Linked DNA regions of Gossypium raimondii: region 1 is linked to region 2. A link is a contact called in public Hi-C data. All regions are on one chromosome and are shown on one strand. The core of a region is the stretch at or near the end of the contact, and the rest is flanking DNA. Distances in the headings are between cores, read along the strand shown.

Evidence for each region. A called contact is a pair of places that touch in the nucleus more often than the background predicts.
Region 1: a Hi-C map of leaf shows a contact between it and region 2, with 1.8 times the contacts expected there. The contact joins the enhancer-like site here to the promoter of LOC105763867 in region 2. A contact is called at or near these places in 2 of 2 Hi-C or Micro-C datasets (both in leaf).

The regions. Positions count from the first base shown.
Region 1 is chr12:36,364,559-36,372,358 of ASM2569854v1, forward strand. LOC105763869 (ATP-dependent helicase BRM) reads right to left here. Exons shown (of 14, transcript XM_012582252.2): 10 at 7,330-7,569; 11 at 5,698-7,248; 12 at 5,069-5,614; 13 at 4,197-4,448; 14 at 3,055-3,977. The coding sequence ends at 3,336. Among protein-coding and RNA genes, the nearest start is that of LOC105763869, 9.9 kb to the right of the region's middle. Within about 2 kb of position 3,458, the one cell type or tissue checked has open chromatin away from gene starts, as enhancers often do. A contact at or near this core is called in leaf, where this site is marked.
Region 2 is chr12:36,250,604-36,258,134 of ASM2569854v1, forward strand. It overlaps LOC105763867 (AT-rich interactive domain-containing protein 1), which reads left to right and starts at 5,451. Exons shown (of 3, transcript XM_012582248.2): 1 at 5,451-5,762; 2 at 6,257-7,377. The coding sequence starts at 6,265.

The DNA.
Region 1 (7,800 bases), core at 2,208-4,707, 110 kb after region 2:
ACCTTTTGGAAGTCAATAAGGAATAAGAAAGATTGGATGCAAATGATGCAAAGAAGGCTCAATTAGAGGCTATGCATACTCTCCTTGCAGTGCACTAGAGTTTCTTGTTGTGAGAATGCCAAAGAAATATGAAAAAGGTTAGAGAAAATCTAAGATGAGTAAAACATCTTTTTTTTTTCTTATTTGCATTTAGGTACGATAAGAAAAAAAATTGAGAAATCGAAAAACAATCCAAACTAATGGTGCTTAAACGATTTTTAATTCACAAGTTAAGGAACCATGGTTACCTCAAACGAACTGGATTCAATTTTTATTTAATTCATAATTAGTTTTTATTTTTATGATGTAAAAATAAATATTTTATATTTAAAATAGTAAAATAATATAAGATTTATTTTTCAAAAATATTGTATAAAAGTTTGAAAAAAATTAAATATTTTCGAAAAAATTGAAATTTATCAAATAACATCCAAAAATCATAAACAACACTTATTTTATTAAAAATTAAAACTTCAAATGCAAAATTAATATAAAACCCAAAATTAAACATAATTATCACATAGGATTCCACCCATAATACGTGATGTTAGAACCATAGCCTTAGCTTATGTCCAACATTTATGGATTTCACTGATAAAGATGATAATTATAATAGAATTCAGCTATGACTATTTCAAGCTTTCAAATTTTAAAAATAAAAAGATTGGAAGGATTGATAACAAATTTCATAAGCAAATATTGAAAATTCGACAGTGTAATAAAAATAAAAGATAATAGAAATTTAAAGGATGTTATGCTAAGCATTAAAAACTTGGAGGGGCTTAATTAAAAATATTCCCATAGTGGTTTCTATCAATTTAATTGTTCTGGCTTTGTTTTGGTATCTTCTGAAAAGAAATTGAAAATTAACTCAAGTTCATATAATTAACTCAAATAATTTTGTTATTCCCAACCTCTTTTATACAAGAAGGGTAAAAACATTTATGGCAAATATTCTTTACAAATTTTTTATCCCAGAAATTTGCCATACGTTTTTAAGGATTAATACATTATTTCATACTCAAGTTTGACATGTTTTTCTAAAATAATATTTGTATTTGGAAATTTTTATACATTTTGGTACATAAAGATAACATACAATGTTAATTTATAATTCGAGTTTTAAGGTTGATTTGATGATGATTATGAATTTCACTAAACAGGTGTCCTATTGTGAATGTCGATAATAAAATTATAGAGTGCTCTATCAAGATGTGATAGTATGTGATGTGGCTACACTTTGTTAAGTCATCAAATAGAGTTCCGAGGACTTTATAAGATATGACAGGAAAAATCTCTAGATAGACTTTAATGTGATTTGGTGATAGCCCATGGATAAGCATGTGGTAAACTTCCATTAGATTAATCCTATGAAAAAGCTCTTTCATTTTCAAAGTGATTAACTTGACAAAATTCCATAGGTAAAGTAGTTATATAACTATTATTTATATAAATTTTATGATTTAATAATTAGTTACATTAGTTTTGTACTACATTTTTTTATTTGATGTTTTAATTATTTGGTAAGACAATGTTTTTCATTTTCTTGCTTATAGATTGAGATCTTATTTAATTGATAAAATTATAATGTTTTGTTTGGGAACATGGATTTTATTTATTATGTAAATGTTTAAATGGTAAGAATGAAATACATATATTATAGATAAATTAATTAAATTTTAATAAAATATATACTCTGGCTCAAAAATATAATATATATTAAAATAAGTATAAAACATGGATTTGTCAAATCCAAATACATTTTAAGAATTTGGGATTCATTATTAAATAGGCATCTAACAGACCCATAAATTTGAGAAATTATCATAAATATTATATTTCTAAGTAGTTTATTACTCAATTTACATTATCTTTTAAATCCAAATCTAAATTTAAGAAGCTTTATTCTCAAATGCTACCTAAATATAAATCTCAAATATAAGTATGTATCCAATGATTTGATTAAATAATATTTTTTTTCTTTTTACAAAAGAGATTAGTGGATCTTGATATTGTATCATTTAAATTCTAGTTTTCAATTCTTTCCCAAAAGATTCATCATTCTTTTTTCAGCGTATTAGCTATGAATTTTGGAGAATGCTATTGTAATCTTGATTGTTTTTCTAGTAACATTGGAGTTGAAAACAATGCACCAGTGTGCAGTGTTTTCGGTGGCTGGAATCCATTGAAGGTTTGTTCTTGGGTTGTTTGCAATTTACTAGTGGTTCTTTTCGTTTTGGTAGTTTTCCAATTTACTCTTCGTTTTAACGTGTAAGAATTAATTTTTTTTTCTAGTAGAGGGAGTAGTGCTTTTACCACTTAAGGCCCCATGTTGGGTAAAAATATGTACTGTACTTTATTAATGCAACTCGAAGATGCTTTGTGATAATAGTATTTTAGCCTCATTGGTGGCAATATTGATTACCTTGGTTAGAAAGCTTACCTTCTAGAGTTGCTTTCCTTTTCTTGCACGACCGAGGTGCGTACGAACTAAGAGTTAAAGGTATCAACATTTTTCCCCAAGGTTTTTAATGTGGGAAGCATTGTTGTGTTTGCTTATTTAGCTAATTCAGATGCCCTATTTCTTAGCATATATGCTTTATACTATATTATAGTTGTCTTCGCATGGCAAATAAGTGAACATTACTGGCATCCACGATATCCCCAGTCATGCTTCAATGCCGATATAATGACTCTTTGATCCTTTATTTCGATCCTATATAGAAATTATGACAGGTTTCCGAACCAGTAGCCGCAAAGGGGAAAATACAGTAATGAGGTACTCAGTGAAAACGACTAGAAGAGTGATTGTACTGTAAAATCTGTAAATGATGATGCATCTTATCGAGCCAAATCCGAACTCGAAATAGACTTGAATTTGTTTACGAGGAAAGAACTTTCTCAACTCTCAATAGTTCCTGCTGTCACTAAATAAATGTACAATTAAGCCTGTCTTCTGTCAATGGCAAATTCATGCAGTAAATACGATACTCGAATCTTAATATTCGCAAGCTCTTTTCTCGTACTAAAACTGCAATCTATTTCTTCCAAAAGGAAAACATGGGTATAAATAGTGATACCTGCAAGCTGCAGATATGAAAACTATTGCATTGAAACTACTACGGAAAGACGTATACAGCGAGGGGGATCAATGAGCCTACACTACATTAATGGTATGATCTAATTGCAGTTGTACAGGCCATGAAGAGCCACAAAATACACTAGGCACTTGCACTCAATGGCAGCAATTTCTTTTTCTTTTTCTTTTTTAAGGTGATGATCTAGAAACTAGAAAGTCATAAATGGCTTGGCCTCCTTTTACCTGTGTCTGTTCTCAACTTCTTCACAGGATTGGCCCAACCAACACTCCCACTACTACCATTTGACAGATGAGCAGGTTGGTTGGGCCAAGGCTGATGGGTGGTCTGTTGGGTCGGTCTCACATCCTTAGAGACTGATCCTGCTGTTGGACTCCTGATGTTCCGAACTATACTCGGGGATGAAATGGGGCCAACAGATCCAGTCCTAGGCTTTACCATAGACTTTTCCCTGTCTTTCCTCTTCTTCTTGCAAGTAACCAGCTCTCCCGGATGAGTTGGAAGAGAATCACCTTGTTGATATGGTTCCCTGGTACTTCCACTCCCAAGCCTCAATTCCTTTTGGGGCAACTGCACTCTAATCCTTGTTTCCTCACCAGTATGGGTGGGTCCACGTTGTTGTAACGACTTTTGAGTCAAGCCTGAATCAGATTCTACATCCGTCATCTGCTTCTGTCTCTTGCCAACAGCTACCTGTCTAGAGGAGGGACCCGAGGTGGACGTAGATGCTGGACTGAAGAAAGATAATGAATTTCTAGCTTCCTGGAAATCTGTATCTGTAAATACTATCTTCAACAAGTCGAAAAACAGATCGTGTACTTTCTTTGCTTCAGATTTGACCTGTGAATCCCAAGTACATTTCCAGAAGAAGAAAAAAGATCAGGAAGTTCACAAAATTAAACCCTAAACACAGTATAAGTAGGTTAAATTCGATGAAAAGCTCTCAAACTATTTGATTCCAGAATGACTATCCACGGCAAAAGTCAAAAGAGTGATGCAAAGGTTGGTGTGAACACCTAAAGACACCAAAAAATGCCAAGATATGATTAGAGATTATACCTCATGTGAAAAACCGTAAAAATGCATGGCACTTTTTAAAACTAGCTGCACATCTGAAACAAGCTCCATAACTCCACTGTACTCTAATCTGTCAACACGCTGATCAATCTTCCGGAAATCCAACTGATTGCTTCCACTTCCACCTGTGTAACCAGAGTTTTCAATTCTCTTCCACAAGTCCGTCAAAAGTGGTACTATATGTTGACCCTCCTTATCTATTCTCCTCTGAAGCTTGCTAATCACATTTTTGCACTGGAAAGACGAGAATTTTCTAGTCAATAAAGGCCAAAGGTGGAAACTGCTCACTTCTCAAAAGGGAAGATATTTTGATATGCAATCCTTCAATTATTCATTACATGCAAACCAGGAAAAATAAAATGACTTCAAGATTAAACACACAAAGACCAATTCCAAAAAAGAAAACAAAAAGCAGATGGACATGGACAAAAAACAACCAGGTAGAGCAAATGATTGACCATATTGTATAACAAATAAAACTTCCAAAACCCGAAAAGAAGATTCCCAACCTCATAAAATACACTCCAGTTATCCAAATGCCTAACATAGCAAAACCTAAACCAATTTGTCGATGAGAGAACAGGCTAAGATGAAACCTGTTTACGCTGCAGAGCATTAGATGCAATTACAAAAGATCCAATCCGAATGAAGAAAGCTAAGTAATTCAGGAGGACCAGAGATATGGAGACTGATGAGAGCATGCTACAAGAAACACCATCAAGCAATTCATAAAACTAAAGCAAGGTTTCCAAAGTATCACCTATGACCAGGAAAAAAACCCATGATGGCTACATATTTAAGGTAAGAAACAGATATACAAACCAGACACAAAATTACAGTCACTTCAAGTATACCTTTCTTTGGATGACGTCAGACATCTTAGCACCAAAATTTGAAGACCCGCATGTATTAACCAGTTTACTGTCCCAGCTCTCTCTGGAGGGTTTGCCAGCATCTTCTGAAGGAGCAGACATAGAATTCATTCGACCAGGCTTCACTGATGCATGCAACTTTGATGTATTAGCTATTTGTCTTGGCGGTAAGTTCCTCCTACTTTTGGAAGACGAATCATTTGGATCATGCTTGAAAGCATTGCGTTCACGTGTTGGTTTTCTTTCAGTATCAGTCCTCAGTTGTGATTGGTATTTTTGGTCCAGCTGGAAAGACAACAGAGATGAACCTCCACGCTGGAGAAGAGGCTCTTCAGTGGCCGATTTCTCCTCTACTCTTTCCACAGTTTGACGAGGTCGAACCCGAATACTGCGCTTTCGTTTTATCTTGGGTTGGACAACTTGTTCGTCTTCGCCTTCATCGCGATCATGATTCCAACTTTCAGATTGCTGGTGGTCCATGTGAGAATCTCCCGATCCTGCAATTTCACCTTCCTCCAAATCATCGGACTGCCAAAATAAACAAAACATGAGAAAACACCAGAATTCAACAAATGCCGCAATAACAAATCATTATAGGAAAAGAGACATGCCAGTCTTCTTGCAGCTGAACCAGGCCTAGCATCTAATGCAGAGAGAGATCCAAATTTCTGAGGAGATATTGGAGACACCATCTGTGTTGGTCTACGACTATCCAATGATGATCCTGAAGAACCACCTTCTTCAAGTATGTGGTTGTTTCTAATGTGTTCTGAAGCCTGGGCATCCTCATACCCATCATCACCAAGTGCACCATCTTCTTCTGACTGGTCATTATTTACAGGTGGAGCCCCAACAGCACCACTAAATTCATCATCTTCAAATTCACCAATTTCTCCCTCTTCTTCATTCCCAGAATAGCCATTTCTCTCATCAGAACTTGCCTCAGAAAATTCCCCAGTTTCATCTATTTCCTTATAGCTGGGAATTTTTTTCTTAGGCCGCCCCCTTTTTCTCTCAGTATCTGTTTCTTTGGATTCAGTACCGCCACCAGCAGTAAATAAAATGTTCTTTGATGGCTTTTTTGATAAAGTAGCTACAGCAGCATTTACTTCTCTTACACTGGCTCGAAGCCACTTAGGCACCTGTTCATGACAAGTCATCTCCTCAGTCCAATCCAGTTCTTCATCCATTTGATCAAACAGCTCAACTTCTTCCTCACTTCTTGCTATCATGCGATTTACCTGATGCAATGAGGGAACATCATGGACAGTTTCTTGATACCTCTCCTCATCATGCAACAATGTTTCCAAAGTCATGCGTCTCTCTTCATGTGTTGTTCTCTGGTCAAAACGTCCAGCATTGATTACTTCATCGGCCATGTCGATTTTATACTGTTGAATGTTATTCCTTATGAGGCTCTCAATGGATCCCATATATCTATCCTTACCAGCAAAATCATCCTCAAAATCAACTGTACCTCCACTCCTTAATTCATCCTCCTTCTGCTGACTAGAGATTTTGTCAACAACTGCTTCCATGTAAATTACTTTGACTTCCCTTGTTTGTCCAATTCGGTGAGCTCTAGCAACTGCCTGTTCCTCATTTTTAGGATTTGGATCAGGATCATAGATCACTACAGTGTCAGCAGATTGAAGATTTAGACCACGTCCAGCAGCACGAATACTTAGTAAGAATATGAAGCACTCAGAGTGCGGGCTATTGAAGTCAACAATAGCTGATTCTCGATCTTCCAAACTAGTTGTTCCATCAATACGTCTGTAGACAAGCCTCCTCCACTGCAAGTATTCCTCCAAGATATCCAGAAGCTTCGTCATGGTACTAAAGAGTAATACTCGATGCCCGGTTCTCTGAAGTTTTATTAGGATTCTGTCTAGGATCCACAATTTCCCACAAGATCTTACAAGGAAATCTTTGGAGAAGTCATTGAAATATGGGTAATTAAGCAAAGGATGATTACAAGTCTTCCGAAGCTCCATACACCGGTTATTTAAAGTTTTGTACACCTTAGCCTGGTATATTGGATTTTTTTGAACCTTGCGCTTCTCATCTTCTGGATCAACTCGAAGAGTCCCAGTTGATTTTATCCAATCATAAATGGCACTCTGAATAGCTGACATTCTGCATTTTAAAACTATTGAGACCTGTAGTTGGCCAAGGAAAAAACATCATTAGAACCAGCAAACAATAAGTGATTTCTAAAGCAGGACACAAGAACAGCATACCTTTGGAGGAAGTGAACCTTCCACATCTTCAACACGACGTCTAAGCATAAAGGGCTCTAGAATTTGATGAAGTCGATGGATGATGATAACCTTCTTCTCTGTCTCAAGCCAATCATCTTCTGCATTATGTGTAGGTTCCCTTTGAAATGGTTGCGAAAACCAATCGTGAAATGCCTTGCGATTATCAAACACTTCAGGAAGGAGAAGATTTAACAATGACCAGAGTTCTTTCAAGTCATTCTGTGGCATAAAAGAAACTCTTGTTCAACACATCAAATAAGATAGAAACACAAACACATAAGAAAGTGAGCCTGGAGGGAAGAAAAAGGTGAGAATAGGTTTATCACTTCAACGCATCTAATAAGCCACAATGGAGGGTATAAAGTAAACTGTGAAAAACAGGTTATCTAAACAAGCACACATTTTTTGGCAAAGAAAATTCATATTGTGAATAATTAGAGGATGGCAAGG
Region 2 (7,531 bases), core at 4,201-6,700:
AGTCTTAGTGGTAAATGGTTATTGGAGAAGTTGGATTGTTTAAGTACTAGCAAAATTTGATAGAAATTTTGTTAAGATATTCAGATTTTTGTGATGTTCAGTACCCGGACTTGGCGATTGGGTCAGGTATAGTGTGTTACAATCTATATCCCACAAGTTCAATACTTGTCTACAAGGCTTTAACATTATTTCAAATTTCATATTCATCACAAGCACAAACAAGTTTTATACTTTTCATATTCTCACATAATCTTTCAACATTTACAATTTAATCCTTTTCTTCTTCACATATATTCATATCAACAATAATCACATTCATTTACCATTTCCATAGATTATTCACATCCTTATTAAATTACAAGTACTTAATTCATAACATTACTAGTTCATTAGTATATAATTTATAACCCTAATTAAGTAAGAAAGAATTTTAAAATACTTACAAATTTAGCTAAATTAGACTCCTTTCAAGCTTCGTCTACTTGTTTCCGTTGTCTACACTCATTCTATCTTCTTCATTTTATTTCTTTTCATTTCACATAAAAATCATAAAACATGATAAATAAATATTCTTCATCTACAACATTTTCACACTCAAATAATCAAAATAGACATGAAACTACTCAAATAATCAAAATAGACATGAAACTATTACTAAAACATGAAAATCTTATCTTGAAACTTTATTTCATCATATTATCTAGTTTCTCTCTCTCCTTAAGTATGAACACTTCCCTTCTATTAAAAAATGTAAGCTTGTTAAGTTGTGGGTAACTTGATATAACTAAGGTTTTCTAGAAAAATTTGATGGTTTTAAGCTTGGATGGGTCTTTTATGAAGATGGAGGACCAAATTGAAAAAAAAAATTCTGTTCTTCCTTATGGTGGTAATGGTGAAAGATGATGAATATTCTCCATCTTTCTTTTAAAATATCACCTATATTTTTAATTAATTAAAAATAATTTTAATTTAATATTATAATAATAGTAGTAATGATGGTAAAGAATAAAATATCATTATAACTAAATAAAAATCTATCCACCACCATAATCCACTAGATCTTGGTGAAATTGCTCTTCATGTCATCACATATCTCACTACTAATTCAATTTAAACCTTTACTACTTTAAATTTTCTCACTTTGACCCCAATACTTTGTAAAATCTTACAATTTAGTCTATACCTCGTTTAATATCTCCCAATACATCAATCTTTTAAATATTCTTCGATCCCCTACTCCCTTCTCCATTAACACTTGTAAATCACCACTTACTTATTTAAAAAAAATTGACTCGTTCCCGTTCAAAACTATATAGTTACAACCAAGTAGCTTCCAAGGATGTGATTTAAAAAAAATTCCCTCAACGTCACGACGTCAACTCGATAATTTTAAAATTTTTACATTTTAGTCCTTAAACAACATCAGTTCTTCATAAGAACTTTCGTAAGCTCGGTTATAACCTGATGTTATTAAAGAACATATTGTAATTAAGCAATAAGCATAATGGCATGCATAAATTGTTTATTTGATATGCAAGTGAAATTGTAGTTGCATAAAAATCCAATCAAATATATACGAAAATCTAATCTAAATGTAAATGAGATAATTTTGTTAGTTAAAACACTACTATTCAAATTTATTACATTGATTGAATTATTGATAGAGTGTAGAGAATTGGCATAAAAATCTTTAAATGATGTTAATTCGGGTTTGATTTGGAACACTTCATGAAAAATTTAATGAAAATTTAAATAAATTAAATATTTAGTATTGATCGAATATAATGAAAAACAAATTCTCAATGACAACCAAAACTAGGTTAAGGTTTTGAGTTTCACCAAATGTAGAAAGATTCTTCACCATGTATTAATGTTAGATGAAAAATAAATAAATAACCAATTTAGTTTTATCTTTCTAAAACTTTTGTATTTGGTCCCATTTTCACCAAATATACTTCCTTCATTTTTATATTTCATTACAGAAAAAATCTGTTCAACATTTTAGTTTTGCTTAAAATTAATCACTACTTCACTTGAAGTAGTCTCGTTTCTTTGCAATTGTGCATAAGAGCGAGTTTATTGGTGTGTAAGGTATTGAACCTATGCTCGCTTTGAAATTTCTATCTCCTCCTCCATTGGAGACAGATTGTTGAGAGAAAGTTTTGTTTTTCCTATAAATTTGAGAAATGTATTAGTAAAAGGAAGTCACAAGTCCAAAAGTAACTCGAGAAAGTAGAAAATAGAATAAACAATCTCAAAGCATTGTTGTAAGAAAAACACTACAAAGAAGTAAGTCCTACAAAACTACATAAAACATCTTTAGAGTGTGGTTGTGTAGGTAAAGTTTGCAAGGTGAATGTCATTTGCAGTGGCAGAGCCAAGAGGGGCAGGCAGGGGCCCCGACCCCCTTAAAATGGAAAATTTTACATTTAGCCCTTTTATAAGTTATAAAATTTTAAATTGAAAATGGTAAAATTGCACTTTAGCTCCTAAAAATAATAAAAATTTGATTTATCCTTTAAAATTTTGATTTAATTTCATAAATGAAGTAATAAACAATCTTAAAGCATTGCTGTAAAAAAAAACACCACAAAGAAGCAAGTCCTACAAAATTACATAAAACATCTCTAGAGTGTCGCTGTATAGGTAAAGTTTGGAAGGTGAATGTCATTTGCAGTGACGGAGCTAAGAGGGGCAGGCAGGGGCCTTGACTCACCCCTAAAATAGAAAATTTTCAGTTAGGCCTTTTATAAGTTATAAAATTTTAAATTAGTAATGGTAAAATTGTACTTTAGTCCTCCAAAATAATAAAAGTTTGATTTGTTTATTAAAATAGTGAAATTACATTTTTACTATCGTAAAAATATACAATTTAATTCCACAAAAAAAGAATTCTGGCTCTGCTACTGGTCATTTGTTTCTCATGTATGGAAGAAACTTGATGAACCCAACAATTGTTCTTCAACCTCCACTTTCTATTCTAATTCCTATATCCTTTGGCCTCATCGAACATTTAAAAGCTAACACAAACTTTTCTTTTCTTGAAGGCTATAAGAGAAAAAACAAGAGCAACTTTCAAAAATGAAAGTTTTTACAACCGTATTTATAGAGTTATTGATAGGTAATTAAAATTTAAAGATAATTATTATTTAATTTTAAAATTATAATTTTAATAGATTTATGATTATTGAAAGTAAAAAGATAATTAATGTTAAAATAAGTTTATATAAAAATAGCTAAAATAATTTTATTCAAATTATCTTTATTATTTAATTAAATATTTAACTAAATTTTAAAAATAATTTCATGCATAAGATATAAATAAATATTCAAGTTAAATCAAATTGGTAAATCATCTAATTAATTTTTATTTTATTAAATATTTATCTAAATTTTAAAATTTTCAACTATCTAATTAAAATTAGAGTTGTTCATGGATTGTGTCGGTCAAGTAAAAAATTTAGGTTTGCTTTCTAAGCCTAGGCTCGGCCCAACCTGAAATATGGGTTTAAAATTTTGCTCAAGCTAGTCCCAAATAAAAATGCTAAAACTTGAGTCCAACCACCGTATTAAAATTTCTTATATAAAAATAAACTTAAAAGATATAATACATCAAATACACTAAATACATTAAAATAAATGTTTCTCAACAAATTGAAAAAATATTAAAAAAATATGTTTAAATAACACTAAGATAAATGCAATTTAGCAAGTAAATACCTCTAAAATAATATCAAAATTACTAATAAAACAAGAGTTATACAATATCCAAATAATAGCAATAAAATAATAGTAATATAATAGCGAAATGATATCAAAACAATGAAAAAATGGCAAAATAATAAAAAACAACAACGGTTTTTTTTTTTTTTTGCAAATTCAGGTTAGGCCTAGTTGGGCTCGGGCCAAAAAAAGCTTACCTGAAAATAGGTCTTATTTTGTTGTCAAAACTCATTTTTTGGGTTTATATTTTTATCCAAATCCTCTCACCTCTCGAGCCCGGCCTAGCCTATGGACAAGTCTAATTAAAATTACAACTTAATATTTAAAATTATTATCTATTAAAATTTTCAGGATTGCTTTTAATTTTTTTTAAATGTAAATGTGCTTTTTGAAACATAAATGAAAAATTATAAAATTTATCTTTAAAAAATTATAAAATTAAATAAAAAATAGATGCCTGTTATTATAATTTTAATGTTTATATATCTTATTCTATGATATATATAATCTAATATAATTAGCAAAACATTTTAAAAAATTAAATATTAAAAAAATTCAATTCAAAATTTTTAAACATTTCATCAAACACCTTAATTTAAAAATTCTTTTGTGTTGCAGATTGAATTTTAACTCGATTAATATGAATATTGTTGTCAATGTAGGAGGATGTGGGTTCGAGTATGTTGAAGCGCATTATCCTCCTATTTATGGATTGAGGATGAGCTATAGGTAGTTCTAAGTATTGTATCAAAAGAAACAGATATGATCAGACCCTATAATGAGAATATTAAGAAAAAAAAATCTCTTCTGTGTTTGATATTTTATTTATATGGGTATATACATAAAATCATGAAGATAAGGATAAATATGTATATCCAATTTTAAAACTAAATAACAAATATCTAGTATAATTTTTTTTAAATTTGTATAAACACAAATTATTTCAAATTCATAAATAAAAAATAACATAATGTATATTAATATAGACAATATTTTAGATCAATATGATAAAGATATCCGATTGGCTCAAAACTTATATGCATGACAAGTACTATTATATTAATAAATTTAACAGTTAGATTGTTAAAATATTACTCATGTAAAAAGTTACGAAATGGTGTAAAACTTGTATAAGTGAATCTCTCCCATAAATCACTAACAAAATTTGTATCACAAATTTATAAATATCTAAGAAAAAGATTTCATGTATAAATTTTCATTAGTTAAAATATTCACAAAAATATTTATAAGGAAAGAAGGTTGCCTCAACTCAAGATCTAAAGAGAGTTAATTGTGTTGATTTTGAATCTCTCACCAAATAAGACTATTAATGAGAAAAGCTTTAAAGAAAACTAATAAAACAATCTAATAGTTAGATTATATTTTAAAGAAAGTTGATGGTTTCAGATCTATCACTAACTAAGACTTCTATCGAGGTTCGAATCACGATTCTTCTCAAATATTAACGAGTTTTATTTTTACTATACTTTAAAAGATACGAATTGTTACCCACTTGTGAGATTTAAAAAACTTATAAAAAAGTATTTGAAAATTTCTCAAACTTTATTTCCTCAAAAACTTTTATTATTCTTGAGATTTTAAATTACCAAACTATCCCCTCAACCCATGGTTATTAATTAACCAAAGGTTAACCAATCATGACAAATAGCTAGTATAAAATAAAGGGTTTGGGGGTGGGGGACTTTGTTTGAAACCCTACTCAAAAACTTGCCCATACTTTTTTTCTCTCCTATATATATATTTAACACATTCATTATTCACCCCCAAAGAGTTTTTTTTTCTTTTAAGATTTGAAAAAAACAAACCCAAAGAGAGAGAAGAAAAATAGCAAAAAGAGAGGGGCTTAATAAAAAACCCTAAAAAGAAAAGGGTAGAAAAAAAGTAGCAAAAGAGAGAATTTGAGGGGTGAAAAAGAAAAAAAACCCCAAAGGCAAAGGGAGTCTAAAGGGAGGGGCTATCGAAAATCCTTGCTTATTTTCACACCCCAAAGGGGCCAAAAGGAAAAAAATATAATACTGGTATGTTTATTTTTCAATTTTCTCTCTTTATTTTTGAAATTTTTTGTTTAATTAGTCTAAATTTTTATAAGATAAATTCAAAATTGTTTGAGAATCTTGGATTTTCTATTCAAGGGTTTGTATCTGTAAAACCTTGTAATTTAGCCCCTGAAGAAAAGTTCTAAATCCTTTTTTCCTCTTTTCGCTCCATCTGCAATTAAGAGAAAGTGAGAGAAAGCGCGGGACAAACCAAAATTCACAAATCAAAACCCTAGATTATTAATTTTCATTTTTTTTCCGCCAAAAAATTGATAGCATGCAAGACCCCAGATGTTTAGTTGGTATTTAAAATCTAAATATTTCAGTTGTGAGTTTTTTTTTTTTAAGTTTGTTTTTATTTCGTTTTGGTCCCCCAAAATTTTATTTATTTTGCGTTTTTGGTGAAAGAATGAATGATTATACAAATATACAAAGAATTATTTGTTTTTAGGTTTTGAATTCGAAATCCATGGCAGGGTGGTCTATGAGAGCTGATGGGTCTTCACTAGATTGCGCTAAAACCCTAGAAAAACTCGAGCCAGCGTTGGTCGATCTCGATCCCTTTTCTGAAGGATTGTTTTTGAAATCTGAACCTGATAAGATTAGGTTCTGGTTTAACAAGTTTCTTGGGTTGTTTTTAAAAGAGGTTTGTGCCCAAGGTTGCTATCGGCCTCTTCCTCCATTGCTTGCAGATGGGCAACCTGTGGATTTGTTTAAGCTTTTCTTGGTTGTAAGTGAGAATGGTGGGTACAATGCTGTTTCAAAAAGTGGGTTATGGGATTTGGTTGCTAAAGAATCTGGGTTTGATTTAAATGTGGCTTCATCGCTTAAGTTAGTTTATGTTAAGTACTTAGTTTCATTAGAGAGATGGTTGGAACAATTTTTTCAAAGTGAAGACTCGAAGATTGAATCGAATTGTAGTGGTCATTTGATGGAGTTGGGAGCTGAGCTTAAAGGGTTTTTGTTGGAATCGAAGAAGAAAGTTATGGAATATTCACAAGTTGAGGAGAGTATAGTGGCAGGGTCAGATGGAGGAGATAAATGTGTAAAAGGGGAGGAATCTATGCGTATCGATTTGACAAAGAGGGTTTTACGTTATGAGGAAGTTGAAAATTTGCAGAATGATGATGATCTAAAGAGTACGTTGGTTGAAAATTTGCAGAATGATGATGATCTAAAGAGTACGGTGGTTGATTCGGAGTGTGAAAAGAGGTTCATTTTAATCGATGTAGATGATATGCCTTCCGATATGGCGAAAAGTGCAACCAACTCAATGTGTAACGAGGATGAGGATTGTGTTGAATGTAAGCAATACACGGATATTGTTGATGACGATGATGTTATGATATTAGATTCAAACAGCATTAAGGAAAACTTTTCATCTCATAAGAGAAAACGGGATTCTACATGGGAAATGCTTAATTGGGTTAACGAGGTTGCAAAGAATCCTTGTGCTTTGGTGGTTGGTTCATTACCAGAGAGTTCAAAATGGACGGCTTATGGGAGTGAAGAACTTTGGAAGCAGGTTTTATTGTTTCGGGAAGCTGCCTTTGGCAGAAAGGATGATAGTTCAAGTGCTGGCCAGTCCAATTTGCAGGTACGTATCACCCTTTTCTAAGCTTGCCTGCATTTTATTCATTAATTCAAGCTAGATGTTAATTTACTTATCACCTGTTCCTTTTATTGTTTATTTTGTTAATTGATCTTAGAATAATTTATATCATTCTTAAATTTCAATTTCATTGAATGCT